Regions from separate parts of the Mus musculus genome. Here region 1 is linked to region 2. Evidence: chromatin contacts called from public HiChIP or PLAC-seq data. All regions are on one chromosome and are shown on one strand. The core of a region is the stretch at or near the end of the contact, and the rest is flanking DNA. Distances in the headings are between cores, read along the strand shown. Region 1 overlaps Gm39538 (a long non-coding RNA gene). Region 2 has its middle 14 kb from the start of Cldn2.

Region 1 (6,066 bases), core at 459-2,958, 710 kb before region 2:
GGCTTGGGAGCAGGAAGTGGTGAGGAAGCCAAGTGAGCCCCAGGCTCAAATTTCCCTGACCAGGAGCCTCGGCTGGATGATGGTGGAAAACCCCCAACTGCACTGGATCCTCCCCATTAATTTAGACATTTCATAAACAGATTGCATCGTTCTGCAGAAATGAGGATAGTTAATCATTTCCTCGGATTGAGAGTTCCAAGAGGCCCTTGTGGCTTTGTGTGGACCTTCAAAAGAACTTTATGTAGACAGAGTCTGTGAAATGTTTTATACTTGTCTATTAAATATTCACTGGGCTCCCCTGCCCTCGTTAATATCTTTCGAGAGGAGGACCAAGAACCCATCCAAGATCTGACAGGCACCGAAGAACCTAAGGACACATCACAGGGCTCCTTTCAGCCAACTTCCCAGCTGTCCCTGCTTCTCTCAGTTTGCCCACATGTGCCCTGCCCCCGCCCCAGCAGCCTGGCAGCAGATCACCCGGCCACCACCAGGAGAGCTTTGAAAGAAGCCTTCTCATGACAATTCGCCTCATGGCATTGATGTGTCCACCTGCTTCCAGTAATATGAAACTCCAGCACTCCAAAGTGTGAAACAGACAGACAAGGGGGTCATTTTCTCTGTTAGACAGGACTAACTTGTCACAGTATAAGACTAATGTGGATGGTATAAAATTTCTAAAGACACTACTCAGGGAACAAATTATAACTGTAGGATGTGCAGAATTAGAACTGAGTCCAGGCCCTAGTTCTATATTTGGTAAGTTACGCGTTCATGGGTAAATGACTCAACAGTTCACTCATCTTTACTGTATTGATACGGGTTCTCATCTCTGCCATTCCAGTACTTGGGAGGTAGAGGGATTGTAAGGAGTGCACTGTAGGCCTTCCCTGAACCACATACTTACAGACCAGTCTGCTCTATGAAGTGAGACTCTGTCTCAACAAAATAAGTTCTTGGGGGTGCATCAGCAATACTATGTTACAATAGCTGTTGTGGAGAATATGTGAACTCCTAAAATAAATTTTTTTAATTTGTTTTTTTTTTTTTTGAGACACGGTTTCTCTGTGTAGCTGTGGCTGTCTTGGACTTGCTCTGTAGGCCAGGCTGACCTTGAACTCACAGAGATCTACTTGCCTCTGCCTCCTGAGTGCTGGAATTGAAGGTGTGTACTTCCCTACCTCCTCCTCCAAAAAGGGTTTTAAAGTCCAGCGGTGATGGTGCTCTTCCCAGTACTTCGGAAACAGAGGAAGGTGGATGTCTGTGAGTTCGAGGCCAGCCTGGTCTACATAATGAGTGCCATTCAGGACAGCCAGAGCTACACAGAGAACCCCTGTCTCAAAACAAACAAACAACAAACAGAAAAAAAATTTTTTAAAAGTAAGATGTGGAATAGAGAAGTCTAGGTGTCCAAGGCCCTGAGTTTGATTCTCCACCAGGACAATCCTCGCCCCCAGACAAAAAACAAAAACAAAAACAAACAAACAAAAAACCCTAAAGTTTTTAGCCTGATCTTGGTTGCATAGACTATTAGCATGCCACACCTAAAAGTGACTTCAGAAAGCATCGACTTCACAATTTTTAAATGGAGAACGGTAAGAAAGATTCCTCGCCATCTGCAGTGCACCTCGTTTCTCCTCCCCAGCAAGCAGCTGTTCTGGAAAGGCAGATGGGCAAGGCAGTGCGGCCAGGCCCGGAGAGGTGGAGTCTAGGTTGGGGAGAGGCCAGTTTGGCTGGCATCCTGTAAGTTGGTAGTAATGCCCACTTGAGGGCAAAGCGTCCAAGCCTCGTGAGAGAAATATTCTTAAGATCTAAACCTTGGTGGAAACCCCTTTGGTGACTTTTCCCCCTAATTTCTCTGCAGCCCGGTCTTCCCCTGAATAACACTCCCCCCCCCCCCTTGCATCAGGAGAGGCGCAGTGTTCATCTTCCTTGGGCTGCTAGCGGTGTTTACTCAGTGAGTGGTAATCAGTCACATTTCTACTATTTTTTTTTTAAGACCAGGGGTGGCTGGAGAAGCGAAGAAACTTGTGGTGGGAAGTTATGAGGCGATCCTCCCACCCCCACCCCTATCCTACAAAGACAAGCAAGGGAGGGGCCGGCCAGAAGCCGCAAGGAGGCTGAGCCTCCCATGGCCGGCGGGCTCTCAAAGTGGTGTGTCAAACAGTAGCCAATCCGTTCACAGCTCAGGCTTCCGTGCCCCGCCCCACCTGACCTCACGTGGCCCTGCATGAGGTTTCTGTTTGCTTGCTTTGGGACCCAGGGAGCACTGGGAGTTCTGCCCAGCTCAGCACTTCGTTAGACTCCCCAGGCAGGAAGGAACTGGCCCGCCCTTAAGAACGCAGCTCCTGTCTGAGCAACCGCCAGACTAAACAGGGTTGGGATGTAACTCAGGGCTGGTGCTGGCTGGCTTTACTGCACCCCTACCCTGTGGAAGGACAAAGCACTTTGAAGAACATTGGTATATGTTCTTCAAAGTCTCTTTTCCTTCCCTATCTGGGCATCTCTGCTTCCAGAACTCCACATTTCCCAACGTGCCCTAGTGAATTCATCCTACCACAATCCACTTCGCTTTTTTTCCCCTTAGTTCTCTGCTAGCTTTTCTCTTAATGGGAGACTAGACCAGAAGTGAGATGATCTTGGGCAAGCCACTCCCTATTTCTGGGCCTCATTTTCCTCATCTGCAAAGTGTGTGGGCCGAACCCACAGTCCAGTTTCACTAGCCACCAACGTAGTGTAGGTCACCATCCTAACCTCTTCACATATCTGTCTGCTTCCATTCTTGATTCCTGTCAATCCAGGATCAACCAACACAGCAGCCAAGCTACACTGAACCACTGAACTCCCAATTTAAAACTCTCCCATTCCGCAATTTGAAAAAAACAAAAACAAAAACAAAAACAAAAAACAAAAAACAAATCCCCAGCCTGGTCTACAAAGTCTTATGGAGTCAGGCCTCTAGCTGGCTGCCTACTGTTACCTCCTGCCTCCTACTCCGGTGCGGTCAGGAAAGTAAGGGATGCCTATGTGGCCTTGAAAGCACCTTGGGTCACAGTCGTTCTCAACCCAAATGTAAAAGATGCTTTGGTCTCTTCGTATCTTCTAGAATGATCCAGTGCACACTCAGCCACCACAGTCTCCCTGAAGGTTTTCCACAAAGGCTCTGGTGCTTCTTCAGCTCTGCCTGAATGGTCAGGCCTGTGGTCTCATCTCTAAGTCACTTCCTTAGATCCTTGAGGAAAGCCTTCTTGTAGCTCCGCTCTGGCGCCCCAAGCAAAGCCCGCTTGTTAATATCCACTTTTACCGGACATTGCCCCTCGTTCAGAGCACGAGTTGTAACTGTAATCATTTAGTATCTGCTTCTTGCTAACCCGGAAGCTGCGTCAGGGTGAGTAACACGAGTCAGGTAGGTTCTGTTCCTGGGTTTTGTCAGGGTGCAGGGGTAAGAGCAGGTCTGGCTCTGGAAAGGCTTCATGTAATCCAGGCTGGCCTCAAATCCACTGTCTAGCCAAAATTGGCTGGAAACTTGTGATTCCCCTGCCTCTGCTTTCCATGAGCGGGGAGTGCAGGTAGGGGTCACCCATTTACCTTTGGTGCCTCATGTAGTGCCTAGTATAGAAAACGAATGCAATGATGTACTGAGTAAAGTGGTGAATAATGAACTGGGCCACACTCACAATTCCTGCTTGGTTATAGCAGGTCTTTGTGTCCCCATCTCTCTGGTCCTATAAAGCTGTGGTGTCAGGCAAGTTTAGGAGGACATACTCGGTCCTGCTAGAGACTCTGAAGGTCAAGAGCATCGTTCTGTGGTTTACACTGTTCCCACATCATGCTGGCTTCCCGACCGATTCAATTCACTCAATATCTACTGGCTACCTACAGCGGGCCTGGTTCTGTCCTAGATGCTGCCAGTCCGACGACGACAGCTTTAGTCTTCCCAGAATTCTAAAGCATCTTAAGCACTCATATATAAACAAGCAATTCCTAAATGAGACAGACTGTGAGAAATGCCCTGGAACACAGAGGAAAGAGCAGTTGAGAACTGATTGTCCTATGGAAATTTAATGGGCGAGGAAGGAGGGGCGGAAAGTTGTGTAAGAGGGTAATCTGATTAGTGGCTGGGCAGGGGTGCATTTCCTGACAGAAAGATGAGCAAGAGGGAAAGATGCCTGTGTTGAGGGAGTATTTCAGGACAAATTCTCTGTCCACTAGTAGCCAGCAGGACCTGTGTGCTGGGGTGTCGGAACCACAAGCGCCCTTAATGGACCAGAACAGATCCTGCATTACCCACAGAGCCTCTGAAACATGTAAATGCCATGCCTTCCTGTTCCCCAGATTCCTATTTTAGAGGTTCAATTGCCGGGCTCACCATCTGCATGTGTTAACTATCTCCCTTAGAGACAAATGATCTAAAGAGAACACTTAAGAAGCCCACTTGTGAGGGTTGGCAGGTGGATGGCTGGTCTATGTAGGAACCAGTGAAAGCCTAGGACTTAAGTAGGTTGGGAGAATTTCCATTGCATCACTGATTGATGCTGTGTGTGGCTGAGTATTAGGAAACAGGTGAGACTAGGGTGAATGTAGAGTTTATGTGAGGGTGAAGGTTAAATGGCATAAAAGAGGAATGCTGAGCCCAAGACAGAAGTTTTCTGGATTTTGGTGACCATTACTTCTCAGGTGGCCTTCTTCATGTCTAGGCACATCTGAGATGTCCAAAACTTCACCATCAATTCACTTACATGCTTTCTAATTTGACCTTCTACCTATCTGTGGACTCCAGCCCCTCCACTCCAGTCCCTTCCTTGATGCTTCAGTATTAGTTGGCAAACTCTTGTCTGGACTGTTGCAGAAATTTCTGGACTGCTCTATCCACATCCAGGCTAGCCACTCTGGCCCATTCATTTCCCACACAGCAGACACAAAACTTGCTATCACCCTGAAAGTCTTTCCCTCATTTTTTGAGGCATGGCTCACTATGTATCCTAACTGACCTTGAACTCACAATCCTCATCCTGCTTCCCTATTTTAAGAGCTGGGATCACAGGCATGCACCACTGGCTTCCCTTTAATTTCTTTTTTACTAGTGTCTTGTTAGGGTGTCTATTGCAGCAATGAAACACCAGGACCAAAAAGCAAGTTGAGGAGGAAAGGGTTTATTTGGCTTATACTTCCATATTGCTTGCTGTTCATCATTGAAAGAACTCAGAACAGGAACTCAAACGGGGGGTGGGGGGGGCAGGATCCTGGAGGCAGGAGCTGATGCAGAGGCCATAGAGGGGTGCTGCTTACTGGCAGGCTACACCATGTGGCTTGTTCAGCCTGCTTTCTTATAGAATCCAGTGATAGGTTATTTCTCTGCAGGTAAAATGAGCCAGTTCAAGTCAGAGTAGATTATATTAAATGCAGTTTTATTGTGAAGCTGCTCTCAGAAGTGTTCATAAGCCCCAAGGAAGGGTAACAGGTATATCACCATGGGGAGAAGGTGGGGGCTGGGGGAGAGAAAGAAAGGGCATACAAGTATACAGAGAGAGGAGGGAAAAGGTCTGGGAGAGATGGGGAGAGAGGGAGAGGGGGGGAGGGAGAGAGTGCAAAAATGTCTGGATTATGGATTATATAGGAAAAAGCCTCTGGGGAAGGACAGCCCAGCCCCTAGAGTGGGAAGTTCAGGGTTGGGGACAGGGTATGTCAGGTAGGGATTGAGGAATTCTGGGAGAACCTGGAGGCCAGGCCTGCTTTGATATGTAAAATATGCAAGCCCCCCCCCCCTTCCCTTGTCCCATCTGAAACCAAACATACAGGAACACCAGCCCAGGGATGGCACTACCCACAATGTGCTGGGCCCTCCCACACCGAACACTAATTAAGAAAATGCCTTCCAGCTGGGATCTCCTGGGGCATTTCCTCAGCTGAGGCTCCTTCCTCTCTGATGACTCTAGCTTGTGTCAAGTTGACACACAAAACCGGCCAGTACAACTAGATTTATTATTTTAGTTTATCTGGGTGAGTGTTGATCTGTGTTTGCACTATATGTATGTGCACCACACTCATGCCCGGTGCCCACAGAGGTGG
Region 2 (6,674 bases), core at 4,035-6,534:
ATCTTGAGAGTAAGAACCAAAAAAAAAATATATATATATATATATATATATATATATATATATATATATATATATATGTAAGAACTCCTCTTCAGTCTTCTCAAGAGTGATGGTGGTTCCTTGGGATTGTAAAAAGAAGAGCTATTCACAAGCTAAGAACAGAGCAAGTCCGAAGGAAAAAAAAAGTTCTGGGCGTGGGTTAGCTCAGCACATACTTGTTGTGTGAACAGATGGGTACCAGGATGATTAGCAGACCAGCGACCCTGAGGCATCAGAGGTCAGGAGGGTTTGTTTTTCCATGGCTAGTACTTGTACATTATGTGGCTTAACAGTTTAAAGGCAAAGGCTGTGTTCTTGGTTCCCAGGGGCAGTCTCAAGATAGAGCATGTTTAAGAAGGAAAGCTACTTTCTGTAGCACTTCATTAGGGGGAAAGAATAGCAGTCTTTGCAAGAATTTTTGAGGAGTAAGGTCAGGGTGTAAGATCAGGCTAAGACAAGCATGATTTTCCCCTAAGGACTAGCATGTTTCATGAGGACCACCTTGCCGTACAATTTATATCAGGAGCCATCCAAATGCTTGAATTCAAAAGTCATCTTTGGCTGGAGAGATGGCTCGGTGATTAAGAGAGCTTGTAGAGATTAAGTGCTCTTGTAGAAAGAGGTTCCCAGAATCCATACTGGGGAGCTTGAAATAGCCTAGAATTCCAGCTTCAGAGGCTCTGCACCCTCTTCTGGTCCCACAGGCACCCATTTGTACATATGCACAGACACACGAATAGAAATACAATATAAAATAGATCTTCTTAAAAGTCAGTGTTGGACTGGAGAGATGGCTCAGTGGTTAAGAGCACTGACTGCTCTTCCAGAGGTCCTGAGTTCAATTCCCAGCAACCACATAGTGGCTCACAACCATCTGTGATGCCCTCTTCTGGTGTGTCTGAGGACAGCAGTGACAGTGTATTCACATACCTGAAATATATATATATTTTTAAAGTCAGTGTAAGTTTGTAAGCTCAGCATTCAAGAGGCTGGGGCACAAAGATCCGGAATCAAGGCCAGCCTTGGCTGCATAGTGAGAACATGTCTCAAAAGTCAAAACAGGTATTCAGATAATTAAAGTGTAAGAACTGACCTGAGAGTCTTGGGCATACAAAAGTTAGTTAATCAGTGAGACATGACTAGCAATTTATTTTACTTATTGGTTCTATTGAAGTATGGCCTTGTGCATGGGAAATATACATTGGCACTAGCGAACTAGAACTCCCATCCAGTTTTATAATGGAAAATAAAGTCTGAAGACCAAATTTTGGTTACTCGGCATCTTGGTGTGAATCACTGTAAACTCCCAACCCATTTTTAGATAATGTAGTACAAATGCTTTGATTGTTTTCTACACACCAAACGCATTCCAGACATCTGCCCATCATGTTCTGAAGGACATAGAAAATAACCTAAAGAGTCAGAACAAGTGCCCAATGCCCCAAATCTGCTCATCCAGATGGACCCTGAAAACCTAAAAGAGTTAGATAGTACAATGTAAAGAGAGACCTTTCCAGTTATAGGGAATAGAATAATCACATGATAGTAACAGAAATATAGGAACACATAGGTTAATGGGAAAGCTTAAAGTGAATATCCACTTGAAGCACAAGGAACAGAAGGAATCAAGAGCTTAGCATTCATTGCTTTAGGGGCTCAGAATTAGAAATGTGGCTGTTGAGAGCTCCTAAACAGTCCCTAAGTTCAGGAAGTTTAGCCCCAGTTGGCTGTGCCCTTGGATCAGATTCTTCTCCAGCAGCGGGACCTGGTGAATGCTTAGTTGTCTTCCACAGTTACAGGAATAGGCAAAAGAGCTATCTCATGCTCACTTTCTTTCCCAGCTTATTCTGTCGATAGAATCACATGACTAGAAATTGAGCCAAGACCTTCAGGAAAAGAATCTTGAAGAGCTTTGACCTGGAAAAGACAAGTGCACATCTAAATTCAATTGAGATCCATGTTAGAGCATGCACTTCACTGGCCCGGTGACATGGCTTAATAGGGAAAGGCACTTGTTGCTCATCCTAACTTGTTCAGTTCCCAGAACCCGCAAGGGGAAAACCAACTCTCTTAAATTGTCCTCTGACCTCCACACCCTTCCATGGCATGTGGAGCCATGTGGCATGTGTGCACTTGCCCTTCTTTAGCCTAAACACTTGGGAGGTAGAGGCAGAAACATCAGAAGTTCCAGGCAAGCTGCAGTAGCAGCTACATAACCAGATAAAGAGTTGAAGTCAGCCTGGACTAGACTCTCTCTCTCTCTCTCTCTCTCTCTCTCTCTCTCTCTCTCTCTCTCTCTCTCTCTCTCTGTGTGTGTGTGTGTGTGTGTGTGTGTGTGTGTGTGAGAGAGAGAGAGAGAGAGAGAGAGAGAGATTTGTTTTCCCCATACATCACAGACACTGTCACCAGCATGTTTAGATATGAGTTAATGATTTCAAATTTGCTACATGCCAAGACTGCACAGGGATTCTGCCTATTTTACAGACAAGAAAGTCAAGTATGGAGAATTGACAAGGCTTTCTCAAAATGTTAAGGGAAAAAAGTCTAAATCCAGGTTTGTGTGACCCCAGAAACATCACTCTTTGACCATTGCTTCATATAACCAGTCTAGTTTTTCTCCTTTCGGTAGGGAAAAAAAAATTCGAATAGGCAGCCCACACTGATCAGAGTGGTCGCAAATCACACACAATGTTTAACTGCCCTCATGATCGGAAATCATTCGCTTGTGTAACAAATATCTCTCCAAACAACCTGGAAATTCATTTCCTCTTGACTGGGTTTTTCACTCTGGCTGTTCCTTGGCAGCTTTCCTGATATCAAAACAGTTGTTGGGATCCTATTCCTACACTCCGGGAGGTCTTGGACTGGCTGCCCCCTTGCCTGAAGTGTTCTCTCTGGCTTCTTTGAACCACACCCCCCCCCCTTCCCAGACAATGCTGAGTTGGGCAAGTCTCAGGGAGTGAAAAAGTGACACTTGAGAACATACTAGTTTATTATTACACAGAGAAGAGTAAAATTAACCCCACGAGATGTCCTGGAATTGCCAACGGGATGGTAGCACTCCCTTGCCTACCCTATCTGCCTTTTTCTGATTTCTCTGCTGTCCTCGTCTTTGAAGCTGCTGAATCATCTACATATTTCAGGATATGTGTGTGTTATTCCAAATAAAAGCTCCTGCTCCGCAGTGGCTTCCCAATGACTGCTGTAGTTTTGTTATTTTTTTTTTTTTTGAAAATTGGATTCTTCTGGCTCCATTAAGGCCTGAATAGAAAATTTAGTGCAGTTTCTGTCGTCAGTGGCTGATCTGTGACTGAATATGTTTCTCTTTCCAGAAAATGGACTTGGTTTTTTAAGTCAAAGTCTTCGGGGGACCTTTAAACCAAGGGATTAGGACATTCCCAGCATCATCAGATAGTGCTTTGTGGAAGCTGCTCCTCCCTCCTCTCCTACCCCACCGGGTAATTCCCAGAGCAAACTCAGGCGGAGAAGCGACACTTTTAGAGCACTGCCCTTTGCCTTGGCCTCCAGCATCTCTCACTGAACTTTTTTCAAAGATTTCAGAGTGATAAGTGTGCAAAGATGGTGTGCCTGACACACCACTCATTTGCCATTTAGTGTGCCATCTTGCTACCTATGCTGGTAAAAGGATACAAGTATTCTCAGGGTTATCTCTCTACAAGATCATGAGTGTTTGCAAAGGTCTCCAAAGACCTCCTGGGGGTCTCCTGAGGCGGTTAGAGGGTCATCCCAAAGAGACAAAACTTCAAGGATGACAAAGCAGCAACACCTCACAAGGGCCAAGATGCACCTTCACATGGTGTTTCCTGCTTTGTCAAGTGCTGCTTGTCTTCTAGAGCATGGACTCTTGGGACAGAAAACTCTGAGTGAGAGTTACGGTTCCCAGAAGTGCGGTCAGCTTCGGTTAAGAGAGGGCGTGGTCAGATCATAGTCTCTGTAGCTAACCACCTGCTAATCTTTTATCAGTTATCACACCACAACATTCAATGATCAACCACATAGGGGAAGAAGAGAGAGATAACCTGCGGGACTTCCTGTTTGAAGTTCTTTTCCTTCTTGAGATAACAACATTTCTCACCAAAGCCCATGGAGCCGCTTGGCCAGGGAACCCAGGCTAAAAAAATGGGCCAGGCTTCAGCCAAGCTGAGGAGGAAGATACACGCTTCATAGTCTGTGGCCTCTGTGGCCCCAGAGCAGGAAGCTGCAGGCATGAAGAGATCCTGTGTTCACTGACCAGAGAAGGAGCAGTTGACCCTCACTGTGAAGCCTCCTGAGCTCCCCTAACACTCGCTCCTCACACAGTTCTGTCTACACTCTAGTCCAGAGCCAAAAGGTCCCAGGATACCTAGATTAGCTCTGCTTCTTCTGCCCCAGAAATTTCTGAAGAACTACCTAAAGGAAGGAGATGTGGAAGGGAAGACGGAGCTCACTCTTGGGTCACTCCCTCTTTTGGAGCCTGGCAGAGGTCTGGTGAGAACGGCTCTGAAGGATAATGGCTTATCAATACAGTCAGGCTCCATTCTCCCCTTAAAAAGGCTCTTTGTCCCATCCTTGAGCTCCTGGATACCCTTAGCTGTAAGAAACAGGGTTGTTGTTTCCATCTTCCTCCTCCATCCTTCCCAAGCTCAAACCGTGTTGGATCCTTTTTTCAAAGGGGTTGGCGTTTAAAGGGATTTACATAAATGTTTGCCCCCAGACACCTTTAGGGACCCCTCCGTCCCTTGAGCGGCAGTCTGTGTTCTGCTTTGTGCTGTGGTTACACACACCCGACTTTTCTTTCCACCTTAGCTGTCAACTTCCTCCAGCACAGACACTCCATTCAGCCCCACAGTCCTTACTTGGCACATCTTGGGGGTTTTGGAGGGGAAACCAGGAAAGGGGATAACATCTGAAATGTAAATAAAGAAAATATCTAATTGAAGAAGAAAAAAAAAGAGCTCAAGCAGTGTGATTTGGCCTGCCGACTGGCTGGCTCAAAAGGCTGGTCAGTTGGGGGGGCTGTTTGACTGAAGGTTGGGGTTTGCCTTTCCACTGAGAAGGCAGTTTCAGCCTTCCCACCTCCATTAATGATCACACAATAATGGGTCACTAGGGCCCCAAGATGGGAAAACATGAGTCACACTAGTATCACAGGAAACAAAGAGGCCAGAAACATCTCTTTGTGCAAGGGTCAGAGGCATGAGGCGAGGGGCATTAACATAATGGCTTTTCCTCTGCCTTCAGTCTACAGTTAATCTAAATTACTTTATGATGGAAATGCAATGAGGGAGCTGGGAACTGTTCAGTTTGGACCAGGACTCAGGAAACTTCTAGGAAACCTTTCAGAGCAAAGATTTCCTTGCTCAACCAATCAAAGGGATCCTGTTTTTTGCCCTTTGTTTTAGGCTGAGGCTATCCTGGTGGTTCCTACAGGCATGAGGCTCACTTCCTTCATAAGCTCTTCTACTCTGTGGCAGATGGGGTGGGGTGAGGACTGGGTTTCTCAAGTTGGAAGAGCCACGGGTCACCACATACCTTCTGAAGTTCAAATTGCAGAGCCATGTTACCGTGGTTTCCACATTTATAACCCAGATTCTGACAGACTGTAACCTTAGAGATGTTATCCACTTCCTTAGTCCTCCATTTCATCTCTTGTGGAAAACCAATTTGGCCGACAGACTGTGGGCAATCAGAGCCATACTCAGGAGTCACCAAGGTGTAGTTATCAAAGCAAACCTGGCTTTTAGCCTCTGGTTATCCCCAATTAGGCACTGGGGAAATCTGGTACCAGATAAGAGATGACTTCTTCCTATGTATTGTGGGCCCTTCTCCTCCCCTGCTCTTCCCTCTAAATGAACTTGGATACTGTCTTCAATCCTTTGCACCAGAGAAGGCCCACTTCAGAAGTGCAAGGCCAGTGTTTGTAATAACCAGCTCCTATGGGCTGGCTGCTGCTCCCTAAGTACAACGGCTGGCTCAGCTGAATCTCATTGGACCCCACTATTGTTAGTTTTTTTTTTTTAATACCCTTATTACTAGGTTTTGTTATTTCCTTTTGAAGTCAAATCACTGGTGTGTTGTCTCAAACTCCTGCAGAGTTAGAGGGCTTAGAACTAAGGTGTTCGATCTTAGATGACACCCTGGCACCCCCCCCCCCCGACAGACAGCTAGCACGGGAGGAGTGGGCAGTAGTCATGTTTGATGAATCCCCACTTTCCCAGATCACCTTCTTGGGTGACCAGGGGAGCCCATATGTCACATTGGTATGCTGCTGGCCCTAAGTAAAAATTTTTAGACTGCCGGGGAACTTTTGGAATGCTGTTCTTACCGACTGTGAATATTGTCGGATCAGCAAAACCTAGTTTCATAGTCAAGAGATGAAGGCATTAACTCCAGCTGTGTAACCCTGGGAAAACCTTAACTTGTGGGAATCTTAGTTTTTGTATATGTCAAATATAGGATCAAATATAGGATCATAACCTCAGTGACGTAAAATTCAAATAAAATTATTTTTCTGAAATAAGAATGAGCAAGGTAAAGAACTTCATTTCTGCCAGGCATGCTGGTATATGCCTTGGGTGCAGCACTCAGGAGTCAGAGGCAGGCAGATCTTTGCGAGTTCTAGGTCACAGTGAGTC

Evidence for each region. HiChIP or PLAC-seq counts read pairs in DNA pulled down with a chosen protein or histone mark.
Region 1: a contact with region 2 is called in a FOXA1 HiChIP or PLAC-seq map of pancreatic cancer cells. The contact joins two enhancer-like sites.

Annotation. Positions count from the first base shown.
Region 1 is chrX:140,516,538-140,522,603 of GRCm38.p6, reverse strand. It overlaps Gm39538 (a long non-coding RNA gene), which reads left to right. Exons shown (of 3, transcript XR_003953088.1): 3 at 1-1,039. Among named protein-coding and RNA genes, the nearest start is that of Gm39538, 15 kb to the left of the region's middle. Within about 2 kb of position 1,708, at least 317 of the 459 cell types and tissues checked have an H3K27ac peak or open chromatin away from gene starts, as enhancers often do. A contact at or near this core is called in pancreatic cancer cells, where this site is marked.
Region 2 is chrX:139,811,646-139,818,319 of GRCm38.p6, reverse strand. No RefSeq gene overlaps it. Among named protein-coding and RNA genes, the nearest start is that of Cldn2, 14 kb to the right of the region's middle. Within about 2 kb of position 5,284, at least 42 of the 459 cell types and tissues checked have an H3K27ac peak or open chromatin away from gene starts, as enhancers often do. A contact at or near this core is called in pancreatic cancer cells, where this site is marked.